2 separate regions of the Salmo salar genome follow, and region 1 is linked to region 2. Evidence: chromatin contacts called from public Hi-C data. All regions are on one chromosome and are shown on one strand. The core of a region is the stretch at or near the end of the contact, and the rest is flanking DNA. Distances in the headings are between cores, read along the strand shown.

What was found. A called contact is a pair of places that touch in the nucleus more often than the background predicts.
Region 1: a Hi-C map of gill shows a contact between it and region 2, with 3 times the contacts expected there. The contact joins the promoter of rab18 here to the promoter of LOC106588083 in region 2. A contact is called at or near these places in 2 of 3 Hi-C or Micro-C datasets (gill and muscle).

What each region holds. Positions count from the first base shown.
Region 1 is chrssa03:9,586,796-9,590,987 of Ssal_v3.1, reverse strand. It overlaps rab18 (Ras-related protein Rab-18), which reads left to right and starts at 2,734. Exons shown (of 7, transcript NM_001139788.1): 1 at 2,734-2,878; 2 at 3,420-3,475; 3 at 3,685-3,746. The coding sequence starts at 2,811.
Region 2 is chrssa03:9,377,610-9,382,163 of Ssal_v3.1, reverse strand. LOC106588083 (WW domain-containing adapter protein with coiled-coil) reads left to right here and starts at 3,293. Exons shown (of 13, transcript XM_014176749.2): 1 at 3,293-3,593; 2 at 3,832-3,865. The coding sequence starts at 3,553.

The DNA of each region.
Region 1 (4,192 bases), core at 1,485-3,984, 210 kb before region 2:
GCCAGGTGATCTCTCATTAAACCGTCAATACAGGCTAAGATCACACGCACAGCGGAACTCAGTTGCAATCATTATTGGCCACCGTATTACCGGTCCTGCTTACAGCAAGGTCATGTGCAGGCTTGTCTGTTTGACAATCATTCCATGCAACCAAAATAAAGTATTTCTTTGTTTACCACGACAAATCTACTCTGGCAATTTACCTTACACATTTGAAACATTGAAAACTCATTAGTAGCCACCTACACATTTTAAACAATGAAAATCCATTAGTAATCACCTACACATTTTAAACAATGAAAACCCATTAGTAATCACCTACACATTTTAAACAATGAAAACTCATTAGTAATCACCTACACATTTTAAACATTGAGAACTCATTAGTAATCACCTACACATTTTGAACAATGAAAACTCATTAATAATCACCAACACATTTTAAACATTAAAAACTCATTAGTAAACACCAACACATGTTTCGTTTTTAGTTTATGTAATCCATCCATTACAACTTGGCCTAATGAAATAGGACTATGATTGAAAAATATATTATTCCTGAACTGTCCACATTTTAAATTTGAAACTGACTCAAGCCATTCAGGTTTGTATTATATTTTTTATTCAAATAAAAATGTAGTCTAATAAAATTAATTTTAGTGGCAGAAATATTATATATTATAAAATACAAAAATAATAGTTCTGATATCAGTAATGCCACAGATGTTGAGATACTGTGCCTTAGGTTGAAATTAAATGTTTGATATATACTCCATTATTTCTATGAGTATTTTAAATTCACTAATTAAAAGCCTCCTTTTCGACGCTCAAATAGGTCGTCATTCATAAGGGCATTACGTAATATTTGAAAAGTCATAAGTGAGCTTAAAGGATACCACTGTACCCTAAGCCTGTAGGTGCGCTAAATAAGCCCCTTTTATGATTTTATGGTTTTAAAAAAAAAAATCTGATTTGACAACCAAACATTGACATTTCATTTGTAAGCAGTCAATTGTAATTTCTTTTGTAATTTAAAAAAAGTTGCAGGTGTGTGGGATTAATTTGATTACTTCTAATAAAAGAGAAACCACTACCCTGATCTTGGTAATGTTAGTAGGAAAGTATGTCACAAGGTGAGACCCAAATGCAGACACAGGCGGCAGATGGTTGGAGTTTAAGATGTTTAATAAATCCAAAGGCAATAGGCAAGAGAATGGTCGTGGACAGGCAAAAGGTCATAACCAGATCAGAGTCCAGGAGGTACTGTAAGGGAGTGCGTAACTGGCGACAGGGAAGTCAGGTGCAGGAGAGCAAAACTGGGTAATCAACGGAGCAGTTTTATTCTAAAAACCACCGGTAACCAGAACAAAAATGGGTACAATACCCATCGCGCACCAGAGACGACGTGCACATACACTTACAATAAACAATTCCGCACAAAGACATGGGGGGAACAGAAGGTTAAATATACAACATGTAATGAGGGAAATTGAGACCAGGTGTGTGAGAAAACAAGACAAAACAAATGGAAAATGGATCGATGATGGCTAGAAGACCGGCGATGCTGACCTCCGAGTGCCGCCCGAACAAGGAGAGGAACCGACTTCGGCGGAAGTCGTGACAGGTACAGAGTAGCTGGCCAGGCAGGCAGAATGGTCAGGCAGGCGGTAACAGATTCCAGAACCGGCAAGGGTCAAAACCAGGAGGACTAGAAAAAGGAGAAAAGGCAACGCAGGAAAACTGGTAGGCTTGGACATACAAGATGAACTGGCACAGAGTGATAGGAAACACAGGGATAAATACACTGGGGAAAACAAGCGACACCTGAAGGGGGTGGAGACAATAATGAGGACAGGTGAAACAGATCAGGGTGTGACAGAAAGAGGATGTTGTTGGCATCTTGTGCGTGGTTGGTTAGTGAGTTGATCTCTCATAGTGCATCCACTGTCTCTAAGCAGTCATTTTAAATATTTTTTAAATGAGCAGTCACATTAAATATTACTACTAAAATTGACTGACTATTACAATGTATCCAAAATCCATTTGTTCATGTATTAGTTATTAATTAACTATGTTAGGATACATTTAGTCAACAACAAATGTGTCATTTTGTCAAATGGTGGGTGTAGCTGGTGCATGGAAGTCAGGCGCAGGAGAGCAGAGATGAGTGGACAAAGCACTTTACTGAGGCAATATTGAATATAACGCAACCGCGTCACAAAAACAAATGCCCAAAGAACAAGTGAGGCAGCACAAAGTATCACAACCAAGTACAAAGTACCGGCTGCCACAAAGCACGGGTGTAAAACAAAACCCCAGTTTTCTGAATTTACTCTGAGAATGTTTCATATGCATATCAGTGAGACTTTGACTGATAAGCACATGTGATTTAGCTTCACCCTTTTACTGGCAATACTGAATATAGTCATCATACTGGTTAAACAGGAAGGTCCCCTGGTAAATATGGACCTAAACTATGGTTCCTACACTGTAACAGCAATATGTATGTTCCATAAGAAAAATCCAGGGGTGTATTCACTAGGAACCAAGGTGTGAGACAAGTTAATATACTATAATATATATTGAAACTTTTCCGTATTTTCGATCATGTTTGCCTTCACAATTAATGAACAGTGTTCATTTTACACAGTTCACAGGATAGTACTCTTATTTTGGAGGAAAAAAAACGAACCGGAAGTGCTTCGTTACTGTTGTAGCGGTCATAGCGCCAAGCCGAAAATCGCACTGTCAACGTCAGACAAACACCCCAAAAAACTGATTAAAAGACAGCTTAGAAAAACGTAAGAAATATGGACGACGACGTGTTGACAACTTTGAAAATATTGATAATTGGTGAGAGTGGTGTCGGAAAGTCAAGGTAAGATAGTCTTTGTTTTGAAGTTTTGCTCACTACAGGAAGGCTATTTTGCCTACTAACGTTATCTTGAGCTAACGTCAGCTACACTGTAACTTTTCTTAGTTAACACATTAGCTAACGTTAGCTGTATAACCAGCTGTATCCGTTTGTCCTTTGAATTGGAAATGAAAATCTCTTTCCTACACTTGCTTTTTATCATCTTACTTGATGATTATTTAAATATTTGCTGGCAAATTGCTAGCTACGTGTTAGTTAGTTATCTTTGTCTAGCAGAACCAGTATCTGGGCAAACGAGACGACGAGTAACGTTAGCTTTCTCGGCACAGAGGAGTTCTTGTCACATCCTTCTCGTTTGCCCAGATACTGGTTGATCTACTAGCTAGCTATCTGGAACTGGTGGTGTGTGGCAAACCCACCCCAGCCCTTGTTAGTTACTAACTAAATAGTTTTTCTAGGTTGTGGGCTAGGTAGCCTATATCTGGTGTGTCAGTGTTAAAATGCCTGCTCTCAGACATGGTGTTGCCCTTCTATCCCCAAACAGTCTTCTCCTGAGATTCACAGATGATACTTTTGACCCAGAGCTAGCAGCAACCATAGGTAAGTCTAAAGGATCTCCACCATCAAAGGAGTATGCCCCAGTGCACTGTTAATGGGAAGGGGAAAACACAGAATTCCCACTCTAACAGCAGTTTTGACACCGTTGCTAGGCCAATGTGACAATGGAATGTTGTTATGTCACACATTAGGCTATTCATATTTATGGTTCACCACTTGAGTCTGCTCCTGCCTCCCTCTTTTTGATGCAGGTGTGGATTTCAAAGTAAAAACAATTGCAGTGGATGGGAACAGTGCCAAGCTTGCTATTTGGGTAAGTGTATGAAAATGTAATGTATTATTCAAACTGTAGTTAGGCTGATTTTCTTAGGTGTGGCTAATGTACGCTGTGAAGTGAACACCAGGAAATTCACATTCTTAAAGAAACAATCTGCAGTGCAAACAAAAACCAAGTTGCCACTGTTTTGGTAAATAACTGATGGTGAACCAGTATCTATGTGTTATAGACCTCTAATGCCCAGAAAGCTCTGACTCACTCTCATTCACCAGCTCTGCAAGCATTATAATGTAAAAATAAGTATCACCAAATAAGGAGTTTCACTGAGCAGCGATTTTCATTTATTACGGCTGGTATGTACTTCCAACAAAGGTCAAAATAAAATGTACAAGCAACTAAAAAATGCCTGTTGTAGACTTCTGACCTGTGTGTGGCAGTAATGAGTGATTTACATTGGAGGTGCTAAACAGGCTTATTTTTTT
Region 2 (4,554 bases), core at 2,044-4,543:
ATTTACTGGAGCATACGGTGAACCTGTCCTGTTCTGTGGAGTCTCAGCCTCAGATGTTTAATGACGATCTTAAAGGAGTAGAGAAATGAAAGGAAACAGCTGTGGTCTGAAGCCGTGTTCCTTTGTATGGTATTGCTGCCACCAAGTGGATAAGATAGGCTATGACATGTCCTATTTTTTACTTTTTTAAATGTATTTAACCTTTATTTAACTAGGCAAGTCAGTTAAGAACAAATTATTATTTACAATGACGGCCTACCTCGGCCAAACCCGGACAACGCTGGGGCAATTGTGCGCCGCCCTATGATTTTGAAGGTCTATTATTTCATTTTGTGTGGTACCCGACTTATTTCAGATAGAAATGTGAGTTATAGATCTGTGACTCTAAGGCTGCGTTCACACAGGCAGCCCAATTCTGATATTTTTCCCCCACTAATTGGTATTTTGACCAATCACATCAGATCTGTTTTCACATCAGATCTTCTTCAGAGCTGATCTGATCGGTCAAAAGACCAATTAGTGAAAAAAAAGAAAAAGAATTACGCTGTCTGTGTAAACATAGCCTCATTGAAAGCAAGTCTTTCAATAGTCCACAGTCTTTCTACAGTCCACATGGTGCCATGTCATATAGCATCATTAATTAATTGTACACTGAGACAGATCAATCAGCATCTGTGGAATACATGACAGCAAGTATACAGGCTGAAGACCTATATTCCTAAACAGCTGACTAACATGCAACTTAGTCAGTTTGTGACTTAAAGTTAACAATTAAAAGATAACTATTGTATTGTGTGGCCCCCCCCAAAAAAGACTCAATAATTTAAAGAGAATTGGAAAAACTAAGAAACTGTGCTTAAAACTTCTTAGGGATCAAATCCCTTTAGCGGGATCGATTTGACAATAGCCAGTGAAAGTGCAGGGCACCAAATTCAAACAACAGAAATCTCATAATTAAAATTCCTTAAACACAAGTATTATACACCATTTTAAAGATAAGATTCTCGTTAATCCAACCACAGTGTCCGATTTCAAAAAGGCTTTACAGCGAAAGCACACCAAACGATTATGTTAGGTAAGCACCTAGTCACAAAAAAAACATACAGCCATTTTCCAGCCAAAGAGAGGAGTCAGAAAAAGCAGAAATAGAGATAAAATGAATCACTAACCTTTGATGATCTTCATCAAATGGCACTCATAGGACTTCATGTTACACAATACATGTATGTTTTGTTCGATAAAGTTCATATTTATATCCAAAAATCTCAGTTTACATTGGCGCGTTATGTTCAGTAATGTTTTGCCTCAAAAACCTCCGGTGATTTTGCAGAGAGCCACATCAATTTACAGAAATACTTTGATAAAATATACAAGTGTTATGCACTGAATTAAAGATACACTTCTCCTTAATTCAACCGCTGTGTCAGATTTCAAAAAAAGCTTCACGGCGAAAGCACACCTTGCAATAATCTGAGTTCAGCACTCAGACACCAAAACAAGCCATACAGATACCCGCCATGTTGTGGAGTCAACAGAAGTCAGAAATAGCGTTATAAATATACACTTACCTTTGATGATCTTCATCGGAATGCACTCCCAGGAATCCCAGTTCCACAATAAATGTTTGTTTTGTTCGATAAAGTTCATCTTTATGTCCAAATACCTCCATTTTGTTCGCGCGTTAGGTTCACTATTCCAAATGCACAAGGTGCGTGCGCACTAAGTCCAGACGAAAAGTCCAAAAAGTTATACTACAGTTTGTAGAAACATGTCAAACTATGTATAGAATCAATCTTTAGGATGTTTTTATCATAAATCTTCAATAAAATTCCAACCGGACAATTCCTTTGTCTTTAGGAATGAAGAGGAACTCAGCTCGCTCCCAAGGCCGCGCGCGTGACTGAGCTCATGCCTTTTTTCCAGACACTTGATTCCAACAGCTCTTATTCTCTCCCCATTCACAGTAGAAGCCTGAAACAATGTTCTAAAGACTGTTGACATCTACTGGAAGCCTTAGGAAGTGCAATATGACCCAATTTACCCTGTATATTGGATAGGCAATCACTTGAAAAACTACAAGGCTTAGATTTCCCACTTCCTGGTTGGATTCTTCTCAGGTTTATGCCTGCCATATGAGTTCTGTTATACTCACACACATCATTCAAACCGTTGTAGAAACTTGAGAGTGTTTTCTATCCAAATCTACTAATAATATGCATATCCTAGCTTCTGGGCCTGAGTAGCAGGCAGTTTACTCTGGGCATGCTTTTCATCCGGACGTGAAAATACTGCCCCCTAGCCCAAAGAGGTTTAATAAATCAGACTAGCTGTGGTGAAATAAAACATATTTGCATACTGTTCGTGTCTAAAGTGCTGCATTTATTCTTCATTAATATTAATTTATTTGTTTGTTTTTAATTCTCTAGAGCTATAGGATTTAAAATAAGTGTAAATAAAGTTGCTGTCAATATGCAATTCAGCAAGCTCAGTACAGTCCAAATAGGGTAACACTCACCAGAGAGAAGGTTCGGGTCCATTTGAACATCCACATGCAAACAGAAAAGGAGACAAAAATACAGTAAAAGCAATGAGAGCCAGTCTGAACCAGACAATATTAGCCCAATGCGACTTTCACCAGTTTCCTTCCCCTTAAAAGTTTACCAATCAGTTGTATATCGTTGGTTCCTTCAGACCTGAGTGGACTAGACCAGGCATTGGAAATCAAGGCCAGATAAAGGGATGGTCTGATTTCGCCTTATCATTAGGCATATACAGACAGAGAAGGATACAGAAAGACAGCATCGGTCCTGATTAGTAGGTTATCCAGAACAGGGTCAATCAAAAAATAGGCTATCCGGCCTGTGTTCTTACTGGTACCGAAGGGCCAGTGTATGTGGGCTTTTGTCTCAGCCTAGTGCTATGAAATTCAATTAACTTGCAATACTTTGATTAGTTATAATGGGTTGTACTGTGCACACCCCATGGACGAATGAAAAACACTAGGGTAGAGACTAGGGGTTGGTTTATAATTCTGTCATGTTGCATTGGGCCCTTAGAGAGTTGTTTAACTTTGGACTATCCAACATATTGGGCAGGGGCAGGAAAAGTGCAAAGACCTACCCCTTGTATCAATACTTTTTTATCATCAAATGTTATTGGCCATCTGCATTCTCAGAGGTGGGCTTTGTTGTTATTTCAACCACTGCAATTCGTCTGACTGCATTGCAAATCATTGATTAGCTGAAGGTTTTGCGAACCTTTTTCGACAAGGGAGTATCCCGGAAATAGCTAAGTGTGTGGAGGCGGGGCTGATTTCATTGCTACGCCTGTTTCCTTTCACTTGCACTGCACAGAAGAGATTGTGCATTTTAGGCGAGCAAATAATGGACCAAAGGCCAACATAGCTATCAATTGTGCAAATCTAGTTGCTGGCTTCCCAGCTGGCTAACTAATTACCGAGACATCACCAAGATCAATTAACTGAAGACGATAATAATATTTTGTTGTCAATAGTTCACCCCTCGCGCACACACACACATCAACACGGCATTGATGGTAATGCATACAAGGAAACAACCGAGACTCAGCGATGGGTAAACGATAATACATTTTGTCACTTCTCTTTGACAGCTTTACCCTTCCCTTGACATAATAATGTAGCTAAGGTTTTCATTTATCTAGCTAGTTAGTTACAACTAGCTAACTACGTTGTCGCTAGGTAACTAACGTCAGTAGCTACAGTGGCTAACTAGTTAGCTAGTATATTTTTGCAGCATCAACATTTCAAATGTGTGCCTATAGCTAGCTAACTTTCTTTTGTCTATATTTCAGGTGTAACGACCGAAGGGATTCACAACCCTATCAGGTAAAGCAAGTGGATATAGCACGCTAGCTAGCGACGTAGGTAGCAAGTGTGTTAGCTAGCTAACGTGCGTTAACTCGTAAGCCAGGCAGGCCTTTGCCTGGCTTTAGTTTTGCAACTCAAAAGCCTTGGCTCAGGATTTGGCAACATTACGTTAACGTCAGTGAACACAAGTTGGGCTACAACTAGTTAGTTAAATTACCGAGCTAACTAATGTTGAACAATAACTAATAGTTAACCAACAAGCTAGCTGCCGACTGTATTTCCCTTGACGTAACATTAGCCAGCTAGCCAGCTAGTCGTTAGCCAACTAACGTTAGCTAGCTATGTTTATTTTTACGCGATAGCTAGCTAACTTAAATACAGTCCTTGATGGCCAGTTACATAGCTAATATATTAGATCGTTATGCTCCATTGGTTATCTATCTTGATAGTCTGAATACTACACAAAGGATGGATTTAGTAACCAGTGTAGTAACTCAGAATACGTAAAATGGCTCAAATTGCAGTACAATAAATTGACAAATGTGGGTTAAGGGAGCTAGTTAGCTAGCTGTGCATGAAACAACGTTACACAAGGTTGTGCATACATAGCTAGGCAGGAATGAAAAGTACAGCACAATCAATGTCAAGAGTAGGAAGTAGGCCTACAGTATCATATGTCAGTGGGTGGAAAGGTGTTCATCCATAAA